Regions from separate parts of the Canis lupus genome. Here region 1 is linked to region 2. The links are chromatin contacts, called in public Hi-C maps. All regions are on one chromosome and are shown on one strand. The core of a region is the stretch at or near the end of the contact, and the rest is flanking DNA. Distances in the headings are between cores, read along the strand shown.

Region 1 (6,136 bases), core at 792-3,291, 240 kb before region 2:
AAAAAAAAAAAGAAGAAAGAAATTTACTGTATCTTCCATTGCCTAGAATCTGGGTCTCCCTGAGCCAGTGAGCATCACACGACTACAGGAGGAAAAGGCAAATGAAGATTTACATAATAACGTACCACAGGCTGGCAAATACTAGAAATGTGGTTTCCTACCTGTAAGTACTGGGGGTCTAAGACAAAGTTGGGGTGATTTCTCTGTGTCTGTTTCCCCATCTGAGGAAAAGGAGTTACCACTCAATGAAGTAGTGGCTGGTGTGCCGACAGATTTAAGAGAAGAGGCTAAGCAACCTAAAGTTCTTACGACATCATCTGGCATACAGCAAGCACTCCCTATGTGCTGGCTATTCTCACTTTCCTCACAGCATTCTTGTGAAGAAAATGAAACCCTGTAATTAGGTAACAGTGTCTTCCAATTTAGAGGAGGCAATTTTGCAAAGACAAGCAATCAACGTGTTCAGAGAGTCACAGAGGGCGTCAGGGGTAAAAGCCGATCCCTTCCCACCCTGCAACGCAGGCCATGTTTTTTACACCGTTACTAGCCAAGGCCTACCTCGAAATAAAGAAGTCACATACCCTCCAGCGGGTGAGACTTCCTTAAGGCAGTCAGATTGTGCTTAAAGGAAATCAGAGTGTGCTAATCTTTGACATTGCATCTGTCTTCCGAGTCACACAATAGTAGAGAACGCTGCTGTCAGGCCCTAGAAGGAACCAGCCAGCTTCTGGTGAGTTTGAGTTAGGCAGACCCAGCTAAGCAACGCCTTCAGGGAATTCGGGGGAAGAGGAAAAGGACGGGAAGGGGAAAGGAAGGGGAGGGATTTGAAGGGCGAGAGACCCACCGGAGAATCTCAAAACAAAACAAAAGAAACTGCGGACGCGTATTCTGCTCCTGAGGCGTCTGCCATGATTTCCTAGACTGACGGCAACAGCGCCCACCCCCGTGACTGGGCGCGCCGCGACCCTCGATCCGCGACCCTCGATCCTCGAGCCGAAGCACACGCAGCTCTGACGCGCGGGCCCGAGGCCTGCGGAGCCCCTCCTGCCCTCTGGGAGGCACAGGCCAGGTCACAGGTCCGTCTTCGATAACTGGAAGCAAGAGGTCAACGAGCAGATCAAATGGGCTCGCTCTTGTGTTCCCTCGTTTCCCTCAGGCAGCAGATCTTTAGAGGTCGCGTGTAATACAAGACAGCAACCCGGGAGGTCAGAACACCTGATTTCCGGGCGTCCGCTGTCCGGCACCGGCCCCACCGCGGGCGCGTCCTCCTTGGTCCGTCGGCCCCTCCCTCGCCGCCCCCGCACCCTCGGGGCCCGGGGCGGGCACCGGCCACTGGCCATCTCCTCTTCCACCCTTCCAGCAGTCGGCAGGCCTCCGGAGAGGCCGCTCTGGCCGCAGGGACACGCTGTCAGCCCTTTTCCCCATTCGCCACCCTCGCCACGGCGGTACGACAGGAGGGCGCGCAGCGGCGCGGGTGCGAGCGGCGGGAAGCGGCCCCAGCGTGACACCCGGCGGGGCCGGCTCCCGCGGGAACACACGCCGCGCGGCGGCTGGCGGCTGGCGGCTGGCGGCTGGCGGCGGCGAGGCCCGGGCCCGCCCGCAGTCCCCACGGCCCCGCCGCCCCGCACGCCCGCCCGCCGCCGCCGCCGCCGCCGCCCACTCACCGCCACACTCGACCGAGTACTGGTCTCCCCAGTCCCCGGACTGCGGGCTGCAGCCGCCGCCTGCCGGGGCCTCCTGCTGCTGCCGGTGCTGCAGCTCCTGCTTGAGCAGGGACAGCGGCGAGTAGTGCTCGGTGGCCAGGGCGCCCGGGCGCGGCCCGGCGGACAGGACCCCCAGCAGCAGCAGCACCAGGACGCGCCGGACGGCGTCCGCGGCGGCCACAGCGCCGCCCCAGCAGCAGTAGCAGCAGCAGCAGCCGGCAGGTGCCATCTTTCCTCAAGGCGCATGTGCGGCGGCCCTCGCCGCACGCTGCGGCCTCTCGGCCTGAACCCGCGGCGGGCAGGTGGGCCGTGGCAAGGGGGCGGGGAGGGGGAGTGGCGTTGCCTGCTGGTAGTTGTAGTCCCAGCTCGGCCCGCCGCGAGCTCCCTCTCTGGGACTGAGACTACGAATCCCAGCAAGCACCGCAGGGGACAGGCTTTCCGGTCTGATTTCTGACGTTCCCCGCCGCCCCCACGCACCCGCCCCGCCACTGAATCGGAAGTTCCCGGGTGCAGTTGCGTGGAAATGGGCACGGGTGGGCGGAGTGGGCTACGGCCGGGCAAGGGGAACCCAGAAGGGGTGGCCGCGGGCAAGGGGAATGCGGAAGGGGTTGCAGCAGCGCCTACTGCTGCCTCGGCGCCCTGCCAGTACAGGTGCATCGAATGCAACCAGGAGGCCAAGGAGTTGTACCGAGACTATAACCACGGAGTGCTGAAGATAACCATCTGCGTGAGTTGTCAGCTGTGGGGTGGCCTTGGGCGGAAAATGGCGCTGCGGGATCTGGGGGCCGTGGGAGGCGATGGGATCTATATAGCAGCTTTTTAGGACAGTAAAAATCAACGAGTTTCAGGGTCCTCCAATATAGTCCTCAGCTCGATGCTTGGCATACCTGTCCGGGATCAGTGGAGCTTTTACACGGCTACCTATAGTGAAAACTCACCATCCCACGGCGGTTTGCTGGTGAGACTTAACGCTGCGAACGGATCCTCGAAGATTATGTTGACATTGGAGTTCACGCCCAGGCTTTTTAGGTCTTAGACATTCTCCCTTTCATAGATAAACATTGTCATCCTTATGGTCCATAACCTGTATCAAATTTTCCTGAATTTCAGGTTTCATCCTTTGTGGTTATTGAATCCACAGTATGTGTTGTGTGCAGAGCACTAAGCTTGACGTTTGGTGATACGAAACCCAAAAATGAATGAAGATATTGCTTTCAGTACGTTCGTAGTCTATAGAGAATAATTTGATATTTAAAAGGTCCCAAAATTGGAGGTTCTTCTGGAGGTATTAGCAAAGAACCTGCCGTGTAATAGGCAGTCAGTCCGTTTTTGTCCCATTTCTGATCTCCTGACGATTTTCTAATAATGATCTTCGTGAGAAAAACATGGCCTGGGGATCCCTGGGTGGCTCAGCGGTTTGGCGCCTGCCTTTGGCCCAGGGTGTGGTCCTGGAGTCCCGGGATCGAGTCCCACGTCAGGCTCCCTGCATGGACCCTGCTTCTCCCTCTGCCTGTGTCTCTCCCTCTCTCTGTGTCTATCATGAATAAATAAATAAATCTTTAAAAAAAAATGGCCTGTAATATTATGAGAGTAGACAAAGCATGAATGTGTACCTATTTAATCTGTTGTCAACTGACATAATCACTGTTCCTCTCTCAAGTGGTTTCCCTCACTTGGCAAAATTTCAACTCTGATTAAATCCCACACACTGTCTGATCTGTCTCCTCACCCTGAGGAAAAAACATCTAAATTCATGACCACTAACCTCATGTAGCCCTTGATGCCATCTGGCCATCAGTTACATTTTACTAATCTATTCATGTTCCCAATCTGATGAACCATCCCGACAAACCTCTCAGGTTTCCCATACCCTGCTTTGCTAAAAAACAAGAGAGAGAAAGAGAGAGAACTTCCATAAGCTTTGCAAACACAGAAACCTAGTACTACCACCCGTTATCATACACTCTGTCTTCCTTCCCTCCTGTTAGAGTGGATGAGCTGTCCACAAATCTAAAATCAGTGTGCCCTTGTGCAACTAGATCCCACCCATCCTTTTCCATTTACTTAGGGACATCCCTGCAGCAATACTCTTCTGCTCTCCTCTGGATCATTATCACCAGTGTATGTACTAAGTCTTTCTTTAAGTTAAAAAAAAACACACACACACACTCTTCATCTCACTGGCTCCTTTAGCTCCTCCTCATTTCCCTTCCCTTTGACAGCAACGTCCTTTAAGAGATATTTGTACTCGTTTATTTCCTTTACTACTTTCTCTTGAATCAACTTCAGACACGCTTTCTCCCCACCCACCATTTCACTAGAAACTGTTCTTAAGATCGTGATCACTGACGTCTACTTTGCTAAATCCCATAGTCCATTCTCAGTGAACTGTCAGCAGCATTTGACCTTACTACTTCCCTCTGGAAACACTGTGTGCGTTTGCCAGGACACCAGACTCTTCTGGTTTTATCTTACTGGCTATTCTTCTCAATCTCATTTCTGGTCCTGCCTCACCTGCCTCAACCTCTTAGACATGGAGTACCCTAAGTCTCCCTAAGTTCTTGGGCCTCTGTCTGTCTACACACTCTCCTTTGAGGAGCTCATTCTGGTTCATGGCTTTAAATTCCATCTAAACGTTGACAGTTCCCAAACTTAAACCTCTAGCCTGAACCTTTTCCTTCAACTCCAGACACAAGTATCCAGCTACCTACCTGATCTCTCCAATTGGATTTTTATAGTTACATCTAACTTTCACAGTTAATGGTAACTTTAGTATTTTAGTTCCTGTCCAAAATACCTTGGAGTTATACTTGATTCCTCTTCCACATTCCTTGTTTGCTTGACAGATTTTGTCAGCCCTGTCTTCAGATTATGTTCAGAATCCACTGCTTTCTGCCACCTCTACAACCATGATTCATGCTGTCATCATGTCTCACTTGGATTATTATCCTAATTCTTTTTTTTTTTTTTAATTTTTATTTATGATAGTCACACACACACAGAGAGAGAGAGGCAGAGACATAGGCAGAGGGAGAAGCAGGCTCCATGCACTGGGAGCCCGACGTGGGATTCGATCCTAGGTCTCCAGGTTCGCGCCCTGGGCCAAAGGCAGGCGCTAAACCGCTGCGCCACCCAGGGATCCCTATTATCCTAATTCTTAAACTATGTCACCCCTGCACCTCTTCAGCCTCCTTACACAGTAGCCAAACTGTGGCTTTTAAAATGTAAGTTAGATCATGTCATTCGCTTTCTCAAACCTTCCAGTGATTTTCCATCTCACTCAGAGTTGCACTGGCTGTAAGGCCTGTGTAGTCTCCTGCTACTTTTCCCTTACTCTACTGCAATTCCATTGCCTCCTGATAGTTCTTAAACCAGTTTCCTTCCTTAGGACTTTTGCACTGTGTCTAACATGGCTAATTCCTCCCTCACTTCCTTCAATTATTTTTAACATCTCAGAGAGGCCTACTCTGACCACCCTATTAATGATTCCCCCTACTTAGTCTGGTGTACCACCGTATCACCTCTCCCTGCTGCATCTTTCCCAGAGCACCTGTCATCTTTGAATAGTCTTTACAGTTGGCTTATATGTTATTTATTACCTGTCTCCCCCCACTGGAATATAAGCCATACAAGGACAAAGAGTATGTATAATTTATTTGTTAATATAGCTGGCTCACCCAAGACATGCCTGACACATAGTAATAAGTACACAATAAATATTTGCTAGATGAATGAACCATTCTTAGGTTTTTAAATGGTCATATCCTTGGCCAACCTGGTACAAGGGAGAGAACAGTAAAAGATATGCCATCTAAAAATAACGACTTCTGGACTGGCCCAATTAAATGATCAATCTTAGAGATGACAGCCACATAACTGTGAATAAAGCTGTAACTGTCTCTGCAGTTAAATTAGTTATCTTTAATGATATAAATGAATCTTTATTTTTTTAAATCATTGGCATTTAACAAAATCCTTCTAATCATCAGATGCTGGCTTCTCTAGAATTCTGTTTGGAATATTGAAGGGTGCAACAGTACATTATTGTACACAGACATTCCCTGATGACATTGAGTGTGTAATATCCTCATTTTTATCATGATAACACATACTAATATGCATAGTGGCATTAGTCAGGTAAAATCATTTAGTTGATGCTAGACTCAGAAAATTAAATTGTAAATAAATTAAAAAAAGAAAATTAAATTGTAAAATAATTTTATGAAGGTTCTCCCAAGTGATGAGAGTAAAAAGTAAAAAGTTTATAGACGTCAGGCTATATGTTTTGAAAAAATAGCCAAAGTTTCTATAAGCTGGTAACTCATACATTGTCTCTTAGCTGGTGTATTTGGAGTCAGCAGTACACTCAGCCTGATCTCCTCCCTGTATTTCTCAGCCGAATCTCCCTTCTCTTTCTCTTTGCTCTTCCTGTT
Region 2 (6,668 bases), core at 2,199-4,698:
GCCAAGGGAATCCACTTCCTATCCTGCCTTAACAGTTCCCAGTGTCCCATGTTTGGAGTATGAGTTGGAAATTGACCTAGAATCCTAAAATCAAGGTAGAGGATTACAAAAAGCACTTAGTCTTTGAAGAAGGCATGCTGGTGAGTGTGACATGAAGAGCTGGCTGAATGCTAGGAAAGAGGACACAGATGGTTTTTTAAACCATGAAATAGATGTGGAAAGCACTGGACACTAGCATGTGATCACAAGTTCATCAAGAAGGATGCACGCCTATCTTTGTGGTGGGTTGAACTGCTGTCTCCAAAAAGACATGTCCATGTCCTAATCCCCAGAATCAATGAATGGATCTTACTTGGAAAAAGGGTCTTTGTAGGGTAATTAAGTTAAAGATCTCATGATGAGACCCAACCTAGATTTCAGGTGGGCCCTAAATCTAATAACAGCTGTCTTACAATAAGGGCAGAGGGAGATTTGAGACTCAAACATATAGAGAGCCACATGCAGATGGAGGCAGAGTTTAGGATGATGCAGCCACAAGCTAAAGAATGTTTAGAGACACCACAAGCTGAAAGAAGGAAGGAAGGATTCCCTTTCAGAGAGGAGTGTGCCTAGCCAACACCTTGATTGTGGCTTTTGTGGCCTCCAGAACTAGGAGAGACCAAATTTCCATCCAGCAGCCCTAGGAAACTAATACAATCCCTTTTTCCTTTTATGAGACAAAAGTTTATAGGACATGAAGAATCCAACAGAAATAGAATATTTGGATTTTTGCAATATATTTGACAAAACTATAATATCCTTGTGGGAAAAGCTGGATAAGCAATGACATCTCTCTCTTGGCCTGAATTTTGAGTAAGGCTTACAAAATTCAGTCTGAGAGAGATTACTGCTCAGTGAAATCAAACTGCTTTCCAACAGAATGTAAGTTCCTTGAGAGAGAACAGTTTTCTCTCTTGCTCAATGCTGTATCCCGGTGCCTGAAACAGCAGCCAGAAACAGTTGTCGAATGACTCAGTTTTCTCTGAGCACCGTCAAGCAGAAGGCTTATCGGTATGAAAAGATCCACTCAGCAGGCTTGCATTTCTCAAACTCTGCAGATTCCTAAGAAAGTCTTATTTTCATATTTGGCCCTTGGCTGGCTCCTGGGAGCTGACCAATTGGAATATTGTCTGATAAGAGTGTTTTTGCATCCCCAAGCCTTGAGCCAAGCCACACCAAGTCTGCCCAGATCATTTATCCTAACACTGTGATTTATGGAGAATACCTGCTTTTATTCTAGGGGTCTAGAGCTTTAGTAACTAAGGTCAGTCTGCATGTCTACATAACTGACCTCTAACAAAAACCGTGGACACCCAGGCTGGGGTTGAAAGTGGTTAGCAACACTTCCCACATACTGTCAGAGGACACTGCTGGGGATATGAAACATCCCATGCAACACCACTGGGAGGGGATATCTAGACACTTGCACTTGGTTTCCTCTGGCCTGACCCAATCAGGCTTTTCCCTTCACTAGCTTTCACTCTGTATCCTTTTGCAGTGGTAATTTGTACCTGTGATGATGACTACATGCTGAGTGTTGAGTCCTGTGAGTGCTTTTAGCAAATCCTCAAGCTTACGGGTGGTGCTGGGGACACCTGACGTGGTCTATATAGAAACTAGAAACTCATCTAGCGGTGCCTGGCTGGCTCGGTCCCTACAGCTTGCAACTCTTGATCTTGGGGTCATGAGTTCAAGCCCCATGTTGGGTGCAGAGATAAATAAAGAAAAACTTATCTTTCTAATTTTTTTAATAAAAACTTTTTTAAAAAAAGGTTTTATTTACTTAAGAGAAAGAGAGAGAGATTGCACATGCCTGTATGAGCAAGGGGAGGGGCAGAGGGAGCATGAGAAGCAAGCTCCTGGCTGAGTAGGGAGCCCATTGTGGGACTCAATCCCAGGACCCCAGGATCATGACCTGAGCCAAAGGCAGACACTTCACGGACTGAGCCACCCAGGTGCTCCCCGCAAAACTCTTTTAAAAAAAAAAGGAAAAGATACTTATCTAAAACTGTGATATCAGGGTTTTCACCATATACATATAAACCAACTCATTACCTGCATGTTCTCATTTCGATCTAGCTTCTCTTTTCTTTTTTTATTCCTGCTGTGAAATTCTATCACTTCTACTTGCTCCCTGCTGTTCTTCAGGGTTGAGGGTGATGCTGCAGCACAAGGGACTTCTGGTCCTGAAGGGGGTTCTGCGGGGGTCACAGCAGGAGTGCACTGCAGCTCTTCTTGGAGTTCCTTGAAGAAGCTGGAAGCACTCTTCCTTTGGCCTCTTACAAGAGAACCAGGTAGGGGAGCTGGCTCTCCTGTCACTGCCGCTGGGGTCCCAGCATCTCTCTTCTTGTTTTCTCCTTTCTTTTTGCTCCTTTTCTGTTCTGCTTCATATTGTGTTTCTCCTGTTTGTTCAAACGCAGAGTGGAAAAAATAAATCGCTTTGGTTTTATCAAATCGTTAAATCACATGAATGCGCTTAGGTGCGAGCCAGGGCTATCCGCACCCAGAAATACAAAGAAAAAAAAGTTTTATTTTTCTTCAAATGGGGCTGTAGTTGCACAATTATTTTTTACTGTTTAAGCAAGCTCAGAATTTCGACCAATGGCTCCACGCTAAAACAGATCTTGCAGTATCAGGTTACAAATTTAAGAAATGTTTGCTCCTTAAAGTCCCTAATGCCTTGGCTCTCTGCGTTGTGTGTACAAGGGATGTCCTCTGACGTGGAGCAGGTTCTCAGAACGCGTGGAACCGCCTTCTGGCTGAAGTGCCAGGCGGCTGCCAATCTGTAATAACTTTCTATTTCCTTTTCCCCAGGCCAGATTGAAGGAGAGCACAGACTGGCCAGCTTGGTATTAGAAAAGGCTGTGAAAAGCTTTACGTGAAATCATCTAAGAAGTCTGCGGAGAGGCACCCTGAAGGATGGAGCTGGGCCGAGACAAGGTGGTGCCGACGCCCCGGGGGCACGCGGGGCGGGAGGGTGGCGCCGGGAGGGCGGGCTGCCCAGCGGGCCGCGAGACTGACAGGGTGGGCTGTTCCGGGAGCCCAGGCCCCGCGCGCATCGCCGTGCTTAGACGGGCCCCTTGGCGCCCACACACAGGGACGACTCGGGTGTCTGATCCCTGGGTAACAGAGCCCGATCACCGCAGCGGTGTGTGCCGGACCCATCCGGGGACCCAGGTCGGAGGCGCTGGGGCTGCTCAGCCTGCGGGAACCTTTAGCCTGAACGCCCAGGGCGGCCCAGTCCGCTCTCCACGTGGGCGCCGAGGCCCCGCACTCACCAAAGTCGTAGAGGTTCCGGAGCAGGGCGTCCAGGAGGGCCCGAGAACCGGCGGGCGCGCGGGCCCCCGGCCCCGGCTCCTGAGCCATGCGGGCCGCCCCGCCGCGCTCAGGCCCCGAGCCCGCCGACACCCGCGCCTCGCGCGGCCCGCACTTCCGACTTCCGACGCGGTGCGCGAGCGCGCGCGTCGCAGGTCCCGGCGCGGCTTCCGTCCTAGTTAAGATGGCGGCGCCCGGGGTCCTGCGGAGCGGCAGCGGAGGGTGCCGCCGCCCCAGGCGAGGTCGGGCCGCCCTGCGCGGAAGAACCGCCCCCAGCAGCGGCAGCACCACCACCGCCTAGCAAAGAATGTCAGGCCCCGCCCGGGACGGCAGCCGCACCATGGATTCTTCCAGCTCCTCTAACTCCCGTTTCTCCGTCGGCTCCGCCAGTCCCGGCGCTGTCGTGCTCCTCTACTCGGTAGGCGCCCAGGGGAAAGAGGCCCGGGGCGGGGCCGCCGGAGAGGACTCCACCCGCCCGGCCCCGGCCTCCTGCGGGCCACGACCCCTCCGGCCCCCCGGCTCCCGAGAGTGGGTTCCGGGGCCGCGCGGGAGGGGTTGGGTGCTTGACTTGGTTTCCAAGGCAACGGGGTATCGGTGCGTGTGTAAGTGTGTGTGCGCTTTTAGAAGTTTCTATGGGTGGTGGCTCCGGTGGTTCCTTTCCACTCATTCCTTCTCGTACCCTCCGCCAGGCACGGGGCCTTCAGAGAGCCCCCGATACCGGAACGCGACGCGAGAATGGACCGTTCCGCCCCTGGCGAGGGCCAGCCTTCGGGTAAACCCGAGAGACCTGCGGGTCCGACCCGGCGGCAGAGGCATCAGCCTGCGGCTCCCCGCCCCGCCCCGCCCTGCTGCTGCCGCGGTCCTGGGAGAAAAGTGTTGGGCTTGCATGTGGGCATAGGATTCGAAAGACGGAAAGTCTTTAATCTAGGAAGATTTGGAACTTCCGGAAATTTTTATTGCGTTTTTGTCTTCCATCCGTACTTTTTGCAGTAGTCATTTCGGAAGACAGGCATCTTCCGAGAGGCCACCCAGCCTCTCCACAGCTTGCCTCCCGGCCCCCCGCACCCCTACGCCCCTCCCGATTTTCACCGATCTTTTTTGCCACCGGAATGTTGGTCACTCACAATTTATGTGAAGAAATTATGAGGTAAACGGTTTGTAGTTCTCAAAATTGCACAATTGTGGGGCAACTGATCTTTTTTTTTTTTTTAACCACTAAATTATGTCTACAGGGATATTAAAAGAATACATTTTAAAAGCACGTTACTGTGTCCAGGTTAGTGGCAGTCTCTGACTTAAATACAGTATTAATTTGTGTAGGAAGATCACAGCAGCAAAAAGACAAGAGAAGGTAAACAAAAATCTCAGTTTCAAAAGAAGCGATATAGAGGGCTACCTTCACATTGGGACACCAGTATTCTTTGGAACTTGGGGAAACTTCTCTTTCCTTGATGTGGAGAGCTCTGGGTTTGTAATTGCTGTCAACTGTCCACTTGTGTGAGGATTATTACTTTAACCTCTCTCCTCATTGACCTTTTCATTCCACATCTGTGGTAGAACTATTTTGACCTCATTTTCTGACTGCTAATCCAGAGCCAGCACATGTAGGGGAGCCGGTTGCTGTGTAGATCTGACTCGCTGTAAGTAGCTTTCTCAGCCCCCAGCTGGTTTGTGAGTTGATGGTAATTTTGCAGAAAGAGTAGGGGTTTTTTACTTCCTCATTTACCAATGGTTCTTTCATGAGAACACTTCTGTAAACTTTTTCACATGAAAAATTAAGGCAATTGTATGTGAGCTTTTTCTGCTTCTGAATCTGGCCAGAGCCCTCACTGGCTCACCTCTCAGGATTGTGTCCTCTACTTTCATGATAACCTGAACTTTTTCTTACTCTTTCAGGCTGTTCTTATTTCCTCAGCCTCCGTTATTGTGCAATACTCCACCTAATGTGAGAGTAGTGCTTAGGGATATTTAAGATACTCCTGATTGCAGCAAACATTGCAGCATCCTACTCGTCATACTCATTACTCTCAATGTCTGAGATATGGAAGTAAAAGATCCAGCCCTTGCCTCTGTGGACTTGAAGTCATGGAAATAAGCAATTACAGTTGAGATAAGGGCAATGATGGAATCATGCCAGTATGTTGTGGGAGGAATGAAAAGGAGCACCTGACTTGTCCAGGGCTTCAGGGTTTTTAAGAAAAGGTGACACCTGAGCTGACTTTTTGAGGTGTGAATGGGAGATAAGGGAGGAGAGGAAGGCTGGCCTAGGCATCCATGTAAGAAAGCCACTTGCATGTTTGGGAGGACCAAGTAGTTAGATAAGGGTGGAATAAGGAGACATGAGAAACAAAACTAAGGAGGTATCTGAAGATATTTCCTAAGGGGGCTTTATATATTATGTTTATACACCATTAAAGATAGAATCTTCACTTCCTAAGGGAACATTTCAGGATTATCAAATTTGTGTTTCATTTGTTTTGTTTTTTTGTTTTTTTGTGTTTTTTTTTTTTTTAAGATTTTATTGATTTATTTGACAGAGCCCAAGTTGGTGGCAGAGGGAGAGGGAGAAGCACACTCCCTGCTGAGCAAGAAACCTGATTCAGGACTCCAGGATCATGACCTATGCTGAAGGCAGATGCTTAACTGACTGAGCCACTCTGGTCCCCCCAGATTTGTATTTTTGGAAGTCTAAGAAGACTAGGTTGCTAGAGTGGTTAGTTGTGTGGATAACCTTTACTTGAGTAGAGACTGTAGGAGGAGAATCTGATTGGAGAAGGAATCTGATACCAAAAGCACGGAGATCAGAACACTATTACAGTAATTCAGAGAAGTGATGAAAGCCTGAGGCAATGGCAGTGAGCCTAGGGAGAGAGAGGATGGGTGAGTTTGTGTGATCTTTAGGACAGTTGAATGCAGTGGCTAAGGAAAAGGAGGTGGGTGGATGTTGCTGCCTTTTGCTGATAGGAAATCTGGGGAAAGGAACAGGTATAGTCAGGGTAATATATTTCAGTTTGGAATGTGTTCAGTGTGAGATGCAAGTGGTAAAATTAATGATTTCGAACTTACAGATTGCTGTGTTATGGACCAGATACATCACAAGGTGTTTGGGAGATACCCAAATAGAATTAGAAATATGGTACCGGAGCAAAGGAGGAAGGTCTGGCCTAAATACATGGATTTGTCAGGCATCAGCAAGTAGACTGTATGTGAAGCCATAGGTCTGCTTGAAATCTTTCAATGAGACGACAGAATGAAAAGAAGACTGGGAGTAGATAATTACTGTACCCAGAACCCAAATTATGGCTTTCTTTTAG

What was found. A called contact is a pair of places that touch in the nucleus more often than the background predicts.
Region 1: a contact with region 2 is called in a Hi-C map of blood, with 2.0 times the contacts expected there. The contact joins the promoter of ARV1 here to the promoter of C4H1orf131 in region 2. A contact is called at or near these places in 2 of 9 Hi-C or Micro-C datasets (both in blood).

What each region holds. Positions count from the first base shown.
Region 1 is chr4:8,801,463-8,807,598 of UU_Cfam_GSD_1.0, reverse strand. ARV1 (protein ARV1) reads left to right here and starts at 2,041. Exons shown (of 6, transcript XM_038533933.1): 1 at 2,041-2,430. The coding sequence starts at 2,227. It overlaps TTC13 (tetratricopeptide repeat protein 13), which reads right to left and starts at 1,960. Exons shown (of 24, transcript XM_038533928.1): 1 at 1,665-1,960. The coding sequence starts at 1,932.
Region 2 is chr4:8,566,082-8,572,749 of UU_Cfam_GSD_1.0, reverse strand. C4H1orf131 reads right to left here and starts at 3,448. Exons shown (of 7, transcript XM_038533920.1): 1 at 3,318-3,448; 2 at 2,095-2,441. The coding sequence starts at 3,405. GNPAT (dihydroxyacetone phosphate acyltransferase) reads left to right here and starts at 2,817. Exons shown (of 16, transcript XM_038533917.1): 1 at 2,817-2,979. The coding sequence starts at 2,959.